2 separate regions of the Sus scrofa genome follow, and region 1 is linked to region 2. A link is a contact called in public HiChIP or PLAC-seq data. All regions are on one chromosome and are shown on one strand. The core of a region is the stretch at or near the end of the contact, and the rest is flanking DNA. Distances in the headings are between cores, read along the strand shown. Region 1 holds the start of ATP1A2 (ATPase Na+/K+ transporting subunit alpha 2). Region 2 overlaps DCAF8 (DDB1 and CUL4 associated factor 8).

Evidence for each region. HiChIP or PLAC-seq counts read pairs in DNA pulled down with a chosen protein or histone mark.
Region 1: a contact with region 2 is called in an H3K27ac HiChIP or PLAC-seq map of skeletal muscle. The contact joins the promoter of ATP1A2 here to the enhancer-like site in region 2. A contact is called at or near these places in 1 of 5 promoter capture datasets (fetal skeletal muscle), 10 of 47 Hi-C or Micro-C datasets (embryonic fibroblasts, fetal heart ventricle, heart right ventricle and 4 more) and 1 of 2 datasets of contacts at active chromatin or transcription factors (skeletal muscle).

What each region holds. Positions count from the first base shown.
Region 1 is chr4:90,366,666-90,374,011 of Sscrofa11.1, forward strand. ATP1A2 (ATPase Na+/K+ transporting subunit alpha 2) reads right to left here and starts at 4,240. Exons shown (of 23, transcript NM_001171541.1): 1 at 4,219-4,240. The coding sequence starts at 4,230.
Region 2 is chr4:90,234,190-90,241,123 of Sscrofa11.1, forward strand. DCAF8 (DDB1 and CUL4 associated factor 8) reads left to right here. Exons shown (of 13, transcript NM_001244434.1): 3 at 1,534-2,204; 4 at 3,376-3,516; 5 at 4,705-4,799. Among named protein-coding and RNA genes, the nearest start is that of DCAF8, 23 kb to the left of the region's middle. Within about 2 kb of position 3,997, at least 1 of the 83 cell types and tissues checked has an H3K27ac peak or open chromatin away from gene starts, as enhancers often do. A contact at or near this core is called in skeletal muscle, where this site is marked.

The DNA of each region.
Region 1 (7,346 bases), core at 2,990-5,489, 130 kb after region 2:
ATTTTATTTGCTTTTTATGGCCGCACCTGTGGCATGTGGAGATTCCCAGGCTAGGGATCAAATCAGCGCTGTAGACAGCCTCCCTCCCCCAGGCTCCTCTCCTCCCACTTCCTTCAGGATATCCCATGTCCTTGTCACAGAGGGTGGGGCTGCTCGCTTTCTATCCTGTGTCCTCATTTCTCCTACGAGCCATGCCAGGGTTCCAGGGATGAGCTTGTCTGTACTATGGTGTAATTTTTTTTTTTCATAAAGAGGAGATAACTGAGTAGGATCTGCAGTCAAGGTGTTTACTCCCCCCCTTTTTGGCAGGATATATTTTTTGTCTTTTTAGGGCTGCACCTGCAGCATATGGAGGTTTTCAGGCTAGGGGTTGAATCGGAGCTGCAGCTGCTGGCCTACACCACAATCACAGCAACTCAGGGTCCAAGCCACATCTGCAACCTATACCACAGCTCGTTGAAATGCCAGATCCTTAACGCACTGAGTGAGGCCAGGAATTGAACCTGCATCCTCATGGAGGCTAGTTGGGTTCGTAAACACTGAGCCACAAGGGGAACTCCCGGATAACGTATTTTTATATTTTAATTTTTATTTTATTAATTTTATTTTATTTTATTTGGTCTTTTTAAAGCCGCACCCATGGCATATGGAGGTTCCCAGGCTAGGGGCTGAATTGGAGCTACAGCTGCGGGCCTACGCCACAGCCACAGCAATACCAGATCTGAGCCACGTCTGTGACCTACACCACAGCTCCCGGCAGGCAACACCAGATCCTTAACCCACTGAGCAAAGCCAGGGATCGAATCTGCATCCTCGTGGATACTAGTCAGATTCATTTTCTCTGAACCACGAAGGGAACTCCCCGGATAACATATTTTTAAAAACAGACTTTTAGAGTGATTTTGGGTTCTCAGCAAAATGAGCAGAACTTATCGGCTCCCATATACCTCCTGCTCCCCCACCCCCCAACGCGCTGCCCCTCCATCAACATCGGCACCAGATGGTCCATTTCGTTACAATGGATGAACCTACACTGACACGCCACTATCGCTCAAAGTCCATAGTTTACATTAGGATTCTTTCCTGGTGCTGTACATTCTCCGGATTTGGATAAATGTGTATTGACACATATCTACCCTGATAGTATACAGAGTATATTCACAGGGCACAGGGTTAACAGACTTCTTTTCATCAAAGAGGAGCAAGCCTCTGATCAGAAGAGGAGTGTGGCAGCTGCCCTGATCAGAAGAGATCACAAATCTAGCTCCTGGAGAGGCAGAAGTCTGACCCGTAAAATCAGGAGATGCAATGAGAGGTGTGCATCGTTATCATTATCACCTAGACGCTAACGATCTAGAAGGATCTGAGCTTTTTGCAGGCTGCTCAAAATTACTCTTCTCAGCAAAGGTGACCAGTACATCGTGTGTTTGTTTCCATTTATGAATCAAGGATATTTTCTGCTTCCTAAAGGCTGATCATCTGAAATTGGCAAAACTGCAAATCAACTATACTTTAGTAATAATAATAATAATAATAATAATAATAATAATAATAATAATAATAAGGCTGATCATCCTGGGCGACTGAAGCAGTCCAACGGAATCAGTGGGGGAGGGCTATGAGTAGCGCTAACTCCCCCTTCCCCAGGTGACTTGGGAGGCCTCATTTAATTAAATGGATTAAAACACTTTGGATTCACAAATCTAATGCTTTGGATTCTGTCCTTGGTGGGGCAGGGCTGAGAAAGAGATGAAAAGCACCGAAGGGGCAAGAGGCAAGAGATCAGTTTGGCCAGCCTCGGGATGACCGTACGGAGCTCCCCCGGGGCAGGATCAGGGCCTGAGCATGCGCAGAGGAGAGGGCTGCAGCTGGGGGCCAGGGAGCAGAGCCCAGAGAATTTCTGTACATTCAGGCATGAAATAAGGTTCATGAAAATTAGAATCAAAGGTATGGTTTTAAAACGGTGCTGGTCTACAGACCTATGTCTGGCATATAGAGACGGTGGCTGAGCAAAGACGCTCGGAGCAGCACCCCCTTTCCCTAAGCTCCCACCCCACTCTCCCGCAGGCAGGCACAGAGCAGCGGGCACACTGCCCCTTGCCCCCCCCCCCCGCCCCCGTCCTGGCAGGGATGTTGGGCTCTGCGGCCAGGAGCCTGCAGAGATTTGGGGCCAGCAGGCTGCCCAGGCAAGAAAGAAAGAGAGGAAGCAAGGACCCCCCCCCCACCAGCCCCCCTTACTCCTCCCTCTCCCCCAACACAAGTCCCCCTCTCTGGGCCTTGAATGCTGAAGGAGAACAGAGAGTTCTTTCTGAGAAAGCGCAGGGCCGGGACAGAGTGGGGGCAGCTGGAAATCAGCCAACGTTCCCCCCACCGCAGCCTCTCCGTGGCAGCTGGAGCGGGCTGGGCTCCTTCCCACCAGGGCTGTCCCTTCCCCCAACTCCCACGCTGCCCTTCACGGCCATAGGGTGATGGGGTGACAGTGGGGCCTTGCTCTGAGGGAAGGAGCAGGGGAAAGAGGATGTGGATGGGGGTGCCTTCCCTCTTTGGGAGTCTCCTGGGGGGTTGAACTCCAAGCGCCAACCCTAAGGGCACCCATACCCCGCAGCCTCTCAGTCTGAACAGAGGCAGTCCTGCTCCCTGACTTGCTACTGGGGGTGGACAGGTGGGAATGGGATTCAGGGAGGCTGGGGGAGAAGCATAGACCCCTGAAGAAGTCAAGGTCAAACTGCTTCTCCAGGACCCCTTGAGCTGAGTGCACCCTGTTCTAAGGTGGGGGAGAAGAGGGGTCAGAGGTCCATGCTTCAGTTGGGGGCTTCCTTTCCCCCGGGGGGAACAAGAGATGTCAAGGTGCCGCCGAAGATCCCAAGACAGTACATCTTCCCACTGTCGTGAGCTCTTCCTCTGTGAGGCCCACACCTCAGAGACAACTCTTCATAGACCCTCATGAGCCCCCCCCCACAGCGATGTCTCTGCTCACTCCTGCTCCAGGACCTGCGTGTTTGCAAATTTTTCTGCTGAGACACAAACACAGGTGCTCATCCGTGGATATCTGTATCAGTTCCAGCCTATGGAGAACACGTCACACACACACACACACACACACACACACACACACACACACCGGTTCTATTTATAGCTCCCACCCTAGCTCAGGAACCCTGGTGTCCAGGCTCAGAGTTTTCCCAGCTGCTAAACTCAGTGCGACACCATGTCCTTGCATGACCCCCTCCTGGGCCCAGAAACTCCGCCACAGCTCCCCACGGGCACCCTCTTTCCTCAGCACCCTCCCGGGGCTCCCTTCTGCCAGCATTCCACAAAAGGAAAGCCACCAGGCTTGGGATGTAAAGAGATTGGGTCCCTTTTCTCCATATGGAAATTTCATTTCCAAGAATTCCAAGCCTCAGCCCTGGCCACCCCCACCCTCTCCATCCCCGGTGGCTGTTAATCTTCCCCTTGGCATATCCCGAGCTGCAGAATGCCACAGGCTGGGGTGGACCGAGGGGGGTGCCTGCAGCTCTCACCAGCCTCTGGGAAAGTCCTCAAAGCGCATGGCCTGAAGCCCGAGCACAATGCTGCCGGGGACAGCGCCGGGTGGGTGGGTGGGGGTGTTGGACCAGGGGCTGGGGGCACATCGCTCTCTGCCTTTGCTCACTGCTCCCAGCTGTCCCTGGAACCCAGGGTCCCCCCTCTCTCCCAGAGCTGGTGTTTGGAAATGCTTGGTGACTCAGAAGCAGATGCCCCTTGGCCCTCTCTGCAACCACAAATTGGACCCCCATCCTCTCAGGCTGGGACTCCTGGAGGAATGGATACTTTCAGAGGGTGGCGAAGGCAGGGGGCATTCTCAGTACCAAATAACCTTCCGCTGGGAGGCCAGGAGATACGGTGAGAGAGGAGGGACCATGGGGGTTTGGTGGGGAGGAGATGAGGCAGGGGTGGAGGGAGGGCTGGAGGGGATGCTGGTGGGGGGTGGTGAGCTTCGGAGCTGGTCCTGGGGTCGGTGGTAAAGAACTCAGCACTCAGGGAGCGAGCAAGCAAGTGCCACTGTCCGTCTGTGCACATAGTCCTGGCTGGGAGACTCAATACTTCCAAGTTCAAAGCAGCCCACCGCTCCTCCCTCTGGGTCCCATCCCCACTTTGTCCTTCCTTCCAGCCTCCCTCATCATCCAGAGAGCCGCACAGCTCCCTCCAGAGCCAGCCCTGCTCTTTAGGGATACTCACCCCACGGCCCATCTTGGGGCAGAGTGGCTGCGGGACCTTGACTGGAGAGGTCACCAGGAGGATCCCGAGCTCACACCACCGGTCTGGGGCGCCAGAGACCCCGGCAGACAGACAGAGACAGTGAGCAACAGGGTAGCTTTAAATAGGTCCCTCTCCCCCTCTCCCCCGCCTTCCCTCCTCGGGAAAGAAACGTTTGTTGAAACAGGATCTCTGAGGACTCCTCCCCTCCCGCCCCTTAAGCAACTGGCCTGAGGAAGGTCCGTTTGTCCCACCGAGTGCTCCCCCTCCGCTCCCCTCACCCTCCAAGTCCTGGCCCATGGCAGCCACTACTGAGAGAGGGGAGATACGGTATGGGGTGGGGGATATGCCCCTTAGGGAGGGCAGAGGGGGAGCCCTGGGCAACAGCATCAGCATCCCAGAGAACAGAGGCCATGTGATCTGACCCTGCCTCTTGCTTTCCCGATGGGGAAGCTGAGGCCCGGAGAGACTGCACATGAACAAGATTTGAGCTGATAAAACAGAACTAGAACCTGGTCTCCTGCATCTACATCTAACTTCCCGGAGAAAGAAGCAAGAGACCGTTCTCTCCACTGTAAAGACTGTGGGAACCCTGAAGCCAGGAAGAGGTGGTGCTAGAACCCAGGGCGGCCCTTGTGTATGAGGCTTCTCGAGGTTGGCAGCCTGATGAGAGCCAAAGGCAGCTCCAGAAGCAGCATGGGAGTTCCCGTTGTGGCTCAGTGGATTAAGGACCCAACATGGTCTCTGTGAGGATGCGGGTTGGATCCCTGGCCTCACTCAGTGGGTTAAGGATCCGGCATTGCTGTGAATTGTGGTGTAGGTCACAGATGCCGCTCAGATCCGTGTTGCTGTGGCTGTGGTGTAGACCAGCAGCTGCAGCTCTGATTCAACTCCTGGCCTGGGAACTTCCATATGTTGTGGGTGTGGTCCTAAAAAGAAAAAAAAAAAAAAGAAGCAGCATGAAGTCTGCTAGATGGAGGGGAGAGAGTCTTCCCAAGCCCTCCAGATGTAGCCTTTGCAAAGTTTCAGAGTCAAGGCTCCCAAGACCTGGGAGATGGCTGGCAGAAGGGCAGGTGGGGCACAGAAGGGACTGCCCAAGTTTACCCTTGTAATTGGGGCGGGGGGAACACACACATTACCCTCTTAGACACTGTTGAGGAACTCTAGGCTGTCGATGGGTCGGTGGGGGAGAAGCCCAAAGACTGGCACTTACGGAGCTTCTAAGAGGCATATAGAGGTCAGTATCCTAACATGTACCAGAGCCAAGAACAACAAGAAGGGCAACTGCTTCCTTCAGGCAGGATGAAGGGTAGACAGACAAGAGCCCTCTCTGCACTGAAACATGGGAGTGGCATTCCCGTCGTGGCTCAGTGGTTAATAAATCCAACTAGGAACCATGAGGTTGCGGGTTCTATCCCTGGCCTCGCTCAGTGGGTTAAGGATCCGGTGTTGCTGTGAGCTGTGGTGTAGTTTGCAGATGCGGCTCAGATCCCACGTTGCTGTGGCTCTGGCGTAGGCCAGCGGCTATAGCTTTGCTTGGACTCCTAGCCTGGGAACCTCCATGTGCCTCAGGATCGGCCCAAGAAATGGCAAAAAAAAAAAAAGAAAAAAAAAAAAAAAAGAAACATGGGAGAAACTGACCCAGTGTTCGGGGAGAGGGGAGAGGGGAGTGGTGAGAGGGCCTTGCCTTGGGCGCGGAGGGGGACCTTGAACTGACACCAACCAGAACCAAGGGTAGACGAGTCGGCCAGGACAGGACCTGCTGGTCTAGGGCAGGGGTCCCAGGTCATTTGCTAAAAAAGCCCAAGAATCGGGGCCAAAGGGAGGGAGGGGGAACCCAGAAGGGGCAGAGAGAGAAGAAAAAGTCCTACACGGCCTTCTCCTGGGAGCAGTCAGAGGGCAGAATTCTCCTGGTGGAGGGAAGCCAGCAGTGGGGGGGCAGGTCTGAGCCCTGAGCTAACTTCAAAGGAATTAGGATGAGAGGGCTCAAGGCTTGAGGTGTCTGCTGGCTGGGCTGGTCTCTCTCTGGCCCCAGGGGGGAACTTGCTCCAGAGGGATTATCGACCTCTCCTCCGGCAAGTCCACTCTCAGGGCACAGGGCTCACGTCTGAATTCCCCAAATAACTGGCCCCCTCCAGGCCCGCGGCTGGGATTTTCCATTACAGGATCTGGCAGGTCACACCCCACATCCGCCCTCCTTCTTCTTCCTGGGTTAGAGCAGGAAGGGTGGGTGGCATGGGGCCGGCATCTTCTCAGCACAGGCCCCTTAAGCGACCTTGAATTTGGGCCTGGGGAGAGCAGACAGTGGGAGGAACCAACGAGGAGATAAGACATCCCAGTTCAAGCGCCGGGGTCTAGAGGAGAGAGTGAGAGAAGTCGCGCAAGGTGTAGCAAGAAGGCTTGTGGTTAGATGGCCGGAGAGACGGCCAGAAGAAGTCATGGAAAGGCTGACCCACACGTGGGGTCAATCCACACGCGGGCCGCCTTGCCCTGGGGTCGGGGCGCAGGGGAGGATGACTTGGGATTTAGGAAGCACCTGCTCCTTGGTTCCTGGGTTGGAACCGCTGGGTTCTCTTCTGCCCCGCCCTCTGCAGGACACAAGGTGAGATAGAAGGGAAAACCTCCACCCCACTGCCTGGAAACCCAAGGGCGTGTGTCATGCTGGGCTCACACAGTTTTCTCTCCCGCCCACCCCTGCTGGCACCTCCCAGTACTTCCCAGTCCTTCCAAGGCCCTGGCACTGGTCCTTGTAGCCAGGTCCAGTACCGGAAGGGACTGTGCCCTTCCTCTGCCTACAGAGACTGGTGGCGGGGCGGGGGGGGGGGGTCCCTGCCTCGCCCTGCAATGGGGCAGCCCCAAGAGCACTGCTGCACACACATCCAGGGCTCAGACAAAAGAAAGGGTGGACAGGACACCCAGGGCCCATTCCTCATCCGGATCGAGCATCACTGACCACCTTCCCTGCCCGGGACAGTGTGGAGGCTCTGAGAGTCCACTGTGGACTTCCGACTCTGGGCATCATCCAGTGTAGACACTGGTCCTTTGATCTGGGATGCCTGCTTCCTTTGAACACAGACAGTGGTGCCAGGTTGGATCAAGGCCCTTAGGGT
Region 2 (6,934 bases), core at 2,747-5,246:
ATTCATTTTTCCTATTTGCATATCTTGACCTTAGTGCTTTTTTTCAGGACCGTACCTACCCATGGTGTATGGAGGTTCCCAGGTTAGGGGTCAAATCGAAGCTGTAGCTGCCAGAGCCACAGCAGTTCGGAATCCCAGCCGGGCCTGCAGCTTACACCACAGTTGACAGCAACGCTGGATCCTACACCTACTGAGTGAGGCTAGGGGTGGAACCCAGGTCCTCCTGGATACGAGTCGGGTTCATTGCTGCTGAGCCACAGAGGGAACTCCCTCTTGACCTTAGTTTTGATGTTGTGGTCCTGTCAGCTCTAGAACACTGCCAAAATGCTCATTGGAATATGGTCTGGCTGTTAGGAGAATTTGGTATCTAATTGTCGGAAATTATTTTACTCAAAGTGACCTAGTTATTTTGTAACTACCAATATGTCAGACCTAGAATATGATAAACTTTTCAGGTCCCACTATAGTAGTAGCCCTGCTTTAATCAATTTTATGTATGCTTCCTGATAAAACTTTATCTCAGTGGAATTCCTGTATCTAAAAATAGTATTAGAATTATTAAATTAATGAAAGAATACGTTTATTAACAAAAAGTAAGCAGGAACCTACTCAGATGGTCACAGTTTCTGCTTGTCCTTCCACTTCCTCTGGATTCTTAGTGTATTTTAAAGCCTGGGAGAAAGAAACTTTAGGATTTGAGAGGTGGGAGGTAGTGATGCTTTCTCGAAGTGAAAAATAGTCCAACTCTTGCTGAGGATGGCTGTTCTTTTTTCTTATATTCAGTTTAAGTGTATGTTAAAACTAATGGTTGCTCATCTAGCAAAACAGCCGAAGGTAGTAGTATCAGGCATACTAATTTTTTTTTGCCACTCTTGCAGCATGCACAAGTTCCCAGGCCAGGGATCAAAAGTCACCATGGCAGCAATCCAAGCCACTGTAGTGACAATGCTAGATCCTTAACTTGCTGTGCCACAAGAGAACTCCAGACGTATTTCTCTAAAATCTGCCAGTGCTTCTTGAGAATGTGTTATAATCTGTGGTTGTCCTTCAATTTGTTACTTGTTTGTGGACTTGGTCTTAATCTTTTCAAGTTTCCCCCTCAGAAGGTCCTTTTTTTTTCTTTTTAGGGCAAAACCTCACGGCATATGGAGGTTCCCAGTTCTCAGGCTGGGGGTTGAATCGGAGCTGCAACTGCCAGCCTATGCCACAGCCACAGCAAACGTGGGATCTGAGCTGTGTCTTCGACCTACACCACAGCTCATGCAATGCCAGATCCTCAACCCACTGAGCAGCACCAGGGATCGAACCTGTATCCTCATGGCTCTTAGTTGGGTTTGTTAACCGCTGAGCCATGAAGGGAATTCCAGAAGCTATTCTTTATAAATATTTGTAATGGAAACATTTTGACCAAAATTGGTTTCTGGGTCTTTTGATGTGATGATTATTTTTGACTAAGGAGGGGAAATTCTTCTGATCATTATCTTATTTCCTTATTTCCCCCCCCCCATCTACTCATTCCTCACTAACATGCAGGAAGCCTGTCTAGCAGTCCAGAGGAGATGTCTGGTGCTGAGGAAGGGAGAGAGACATCCTCAGGCATTGAAGTGGAGGCCTCAGACCTGAGCTTGAGCTTGACTGGGGATGATGGTGGCCCCAATCGCACCAGCACAGAAAGTCGAGGCACGGATACAGAGAGCTCAGGTGAAGACAAGGACTCTGACAGCATGGAGGACACTGGCCATTACTCCATCAATGATGAAAACCAAGTCCATGACCCCTCAGAGGAAGAGGAGGAGGAAGAAGAGGAGGAAGAAGAGCATCCTCGTCGCCGTGTACAGCGCAAGCGGGCCAATCGTGATCAGGACTCATCCGACGATGAGCGAGCCCTGGAGGACTGGGTAGCCTCAGAGACATCAGCCCTGCCCCGACCTCGCTGGCAAGCCCTTCCTGCTCTTCGGGAGCGGGAGCTGGGTTCAAGTGCCCGTTTTGTGTATGAGGCTTGTGGGGCAAGAGTCTTTGTGCAGCGTTTCCGTCTGCAGCATGGGCTTGAGGGCCATACTGGTTGTGTTAATACCCTGCACTTTAACCAGCGCGGCACCTGGCTGGCCAGTGGCAGCGATGACCTGAAAGTGGTGGTTTGGGACTGGGTGCGGCGACAGCCAGTATTGGACTTTGAGAGTGGCCACAAAAGCAATGTCTTCCAGGTGAGGCAAGGGAGCACATTGGCAGTTGGGAAAATCAGGCATGTGTTAGACAAACCTGAGCTGCTAACTGGAGTAGGAGTGGCAGCAAGTTGTGGTAGGAATTAGATATCAGGGCTTGGTCCTACTTTGGCCCCATAATGAGTTAGAGGAACTAAATACACTGAAAGACCCATGGCAGCCTTTTATTTCCTTGAGCACATAGAGTATTGCAAGCCTCATTATAATAGGGTGCTTGGAAATCGTTAGGAAGTTACTAAATGCCCTGCTTAGGAGGGATATAGTGTAAGAGCAGAGGTTTTTGAGCCAGACTACTTGAGTTTAAATCTTGGCCCAACTCCTTACTAGAGGTGTGATCTTGGGTACATTTATTTAATCTCTGTCTTCAGTTTCTTTAACTATATAATATGGGGCTAATAACACAGAGGGTTGTGATGGAGTTCCTGCTCTGGCACAGAGGGTGAAGAGTCCTACTGCAGTAGTTTGGGTCCCTGCAGAGGCCCGGATTTGGACCCTGACATGATGCAGTGGGTTAAAGGATCCAGCATTGCTGCAGCTGTGACTTGGATTCAGTTTTTGGCCCAGGAGCTTCCCTATGCCTCTGGTGTGGCCATTTAAAAAAAAAAAAAAAAGAGGGTTATGAGGATTAAATAACAATAGAAGCTAAGCAGTTAGAACCATGTCTGGTACTTAACAAACATTTGATAAATATTAGTTGACATTGTTATTCTCTGGAGGTTTTACTTATCAGCCCCATCTATCATATAGTCTAGCTATTTATCCCTAAGCATGGTTTCTTTCCTTCTCCAGTATCCCCTCTAGTTTCCTTTTTCTTTGTAGAAAATTTGTTTACTTTCTGAATCAAGGAAGATTTTTCTCTTTTTTTCCTTTTCTTTCCTAGTAGGTATAGTCTTAGTTTACCTGAGCACTTACCCTGTACCAGTTCAACCTTTTGGAATCAACAGAAGTGCTTTCTTATATCAGAAGTTTTTTTCTCTTCCTCTCCTTTATCCCTTGGACGAAATTGGACTTGAGCCAATTATAAAAGAGTAGGAGGTCTTAAGTTTCCAGCTATCGTGCAGCAACAGGGGGAGATTTGGGGTGGTCATCACACTTTTCCCTCTCAAATGTGCTTTTATTTCTCTTGTACTTTCTTTTATTCTTAATATCCCAGGCCAAGTTCCTTCCTAACAGTGGTGATTCTACCCTGGCCATGTGTGCCCGTGATGGGCAGGTTCGGGTAGCAGAGTTGTCTGCTACACAGTGCTGCAAGAATACGAAGCGTGTGGCACAGCACAAGGGAGCATCCCACAAAGTAAGTAAGCCCTGTCTGCGAAGATTGTGCAGTTCCGCTTCTCTGTGAGTCTCCGCCAAGGCCCTCCAGTCAGTATCTGTACATTGTGTCCCTTTGTTGGGGTCACCTGCCTCACTTCTTTCAGTCCTAAGATTTGTAGGTAAGATGGGAGAAAAAGCAGCTACCCTAAACTTCTCAGAAGGCATGTATTTGAGAGATGTCTATATCTTGCACATGGAGCATTCACCTGATGATACCTGACTCCCAAGCTGAGCCATAGTTGATTTGGAGATCCTTGAGGTCTCCAATGCCTTCCAAGCCTTTAAAATTTACTCTGTATTTAGAACATTTTAACAGCTCCAAGGTGCTAGCTGTTGACTTCTCATATGTGAGAGCTTCAACTTTTCTGCTCACAACTCTCAGTGCATAAACAGCACTATTTCTGGAAGCCTATTTAGAGCAGGAATATAGGCCAAATAGTCATGGCAGCCAGTGAGGAGCCAGCAACTGCCTTATCTCCAAGTAGGCACTGTTTTCTTTCACGCCATGGAAGGAGGATGATCCCCTCTGTTTACAACCCTAAGCAACTATATAGGTGGACCTGGAGTATGCTTTTCTTGCCCACATGGCTCAGGAAATATGAAAATTACCTATTTGATTCTTGAGACTACCCCCAACACAGTAGATAACTAATTTTTCGAACTAAGATGCGAGGAATAAAAGTTGGGTGCCATTTCTCCCCCATCCCTAGTATATGGAATTGATTTTGAGAATGAGCCCTAATGTCATTGTTTTCTTTTGGTATCACTCTTTATATATCCCTTGGGGACTTAGTTAAAAGAGAAAATCATCTGTCCTTTTGCCTTGTATAAAATAAACAAGCTGTAAATAATTCACATACAGAGTAAGAATTAATTTATTAAATTATCTTCTTTCCTGGGATTTTACAACAAAAGAGGTAGGCATTTCTCTGGCTGAGACTTTTTTTTTTTGCTTTTTAGGGCCACATCTGTGGCATATGGAGGTTCCCAGCTGCCAGCAATGCTGGATCCAAGCCACATCTGTGGCCTACACCACAGTCACGGCAACACCGATCCTTAACCCACTGAGCAAGGCCAGGAATCGAACCCACCACCTCATGGTTCCTAGTCAGATTCATTGCTGTTGCACCATGATGGGAACTCCAACTGTTCCTTTTTTCTCTTTCAGTTGGCCCTGGAACCAGACTCTCCCTGTACGTTCCTGTCTGCAGGTGAAGATGCAGTTGTCTTTACCATTGACCTTAGACAAGACCGGCCAGCTTCGTAAGTATAACATTAGTATTTTCTACAGAATTGAATCTCTTGGCCTTGAAAATATTCCATGTGTCCTAGGTAATAACTCTCTAGTTCATCAGAATAGTTCTTTTGTGGAAGTTCGACTGTGGCTCAGCAGAAACAAATCCAACTAAAAACCATGAGGATGCTGGTTCGATCCCTGGCCTCGCTCAGTGGGTTAAGGATCTGGTGTTGCCAGGAGCTGTGGTGTAGTTCCCAGACGTGTCTTGGGTCCCGCGTTGCTGTGGCTGTGGCTGTGGCTTAGGCCGGCAGCTGCAGTTCCCCTACCCTGGGAACTTCCACGTGCTGTGGGTATGGCCCTTAAAAAAAAGAATACCTCTTTTGTGATTATGATAAGCAGATTAAGGTTTAGGGGAATTCCTTCTTTGTTGTTGTCTGTTCTCAATAGTAAAATACTATTCAGCGTATCTTCACTTCTAATGAAGGAAGGGTTCAGTTATCTTCTTATGTGTGGGCTCTAATAACTGGATGTTCTTCCACTCTCCATTCACTTAGGTGACACTCAGCTTCCCCACAAGAAGCACATTACTGGCAGCTTAGAGATAGGCTCCTGTGTGGTTTTCAGTTCAATTATGTATAAAAACATAAAAATGAAATGATAAATCTTGAGCAAAAATATCAGTAGCTATAATAGAACTTTATCATATCACAGCTCATTTTTACATGAATCTGAGACTTATAGGAAAATTATATCTCTTTCACCTGTGTGATCCAGAAACAGCAAATCATCCTGTTTGGATCTAGCTCAGATCTTAACTTGGCACCACTAGTTGTGACTTACAACCTTTCCGAACCTCAGTTTCTTCAGCCTCACTGTGGGCATAATCAGTCAGTCTCATTCTCTCTCTTGAGAATTACTGATTACTGATACTTGAGCGTAGTGTCTGGCACTGTGGTTGGAACTGATTAAATTGCACTTACTAATTTTTTTGTTTCCTTTTTTCACTTTTATTGCTCTTACAGTGAACAAATACGTCTTGTTTTAAAAATTCAAATAATAAAGTATATGGACAAAATGTAAATGCTTCCTCATGTATACCTCCTCTGCCCCCCATTCTGGCTATTGATAACCATTGTTAAAAATTTTGAGTGCCTTTTCAGTAATTTTTCTAGACATTTATGTATCTTACTATGTATATATACACATATACACACACCCATGGGATAGTTGTATGTATATATAAACATATGCATATGTATGTTCCCATAATTTGCTTTTTTCACATTTTTATGTGTTTTGGAGATCTTTTTATGTTAAAACAAAAAGGCCCACCTACCTCATTTTTAACCATGACATATATTGGTGTACCACAGTTTAACCACTGTCTAGTTGATGGATTATCTAGATTATTTATTGTATCATTACTCTTTAAAATTATCTTAAATCTTATATATCAATACCAATATTGAGTAAGGGGTATCACTGATTTACATAGCAGATAAGTAAAATATAAATTAAGGAATATAATCTTAAGGCTGATTATTACTAGACTTTTAGAAAGATCAGTACAGAAAAAAATGTCTAGAAAATGGAGGAATTTAAAATACTGATTAAAGGATAGAAATATTTTGGGCTTGCAGAAACAAGTATAGGGGATAACCAGTAGAGAGGATATACTGGTTATTTATATAAAATTTCAAGAGGTTGAAGGTTGAGAGATAACGAGTGGATTTCTGTGAGAAAGGGAACAGGCCTGGGTACAAGGGATCTGCCTTCTAGTACTGGCCTACAGTTAGGTAGCTTTGAGAAAATCATTTAATCTCTTAAACTCAATGATTTTTGATATTTTCAGTTCTTTGGTTCTGTGATGATAATGGAACATTAGCAGGTTTTCCAGAGGTAGCAGAGGGCAATGATGGAAAAAGTGATGTGAGCTAGTTTGGTCTACTGTGGTAGAGAGTTGTGAAGTAGAATGAGATCTCATTGTGTGGATCAGTTTCAGAGGAAGAGTACTGTTAAGCAAGAAGAAATTGGGAATCTGGTTCAAGTAATGGGCAGAGCAAACGACTTGGGCACATTATTGAATGTGTAATGAAATGATGTAGGCAGAATATCTGGCTAAGAGTTGACCAGTGGATCTACATGCAAACAGTAGTAGACA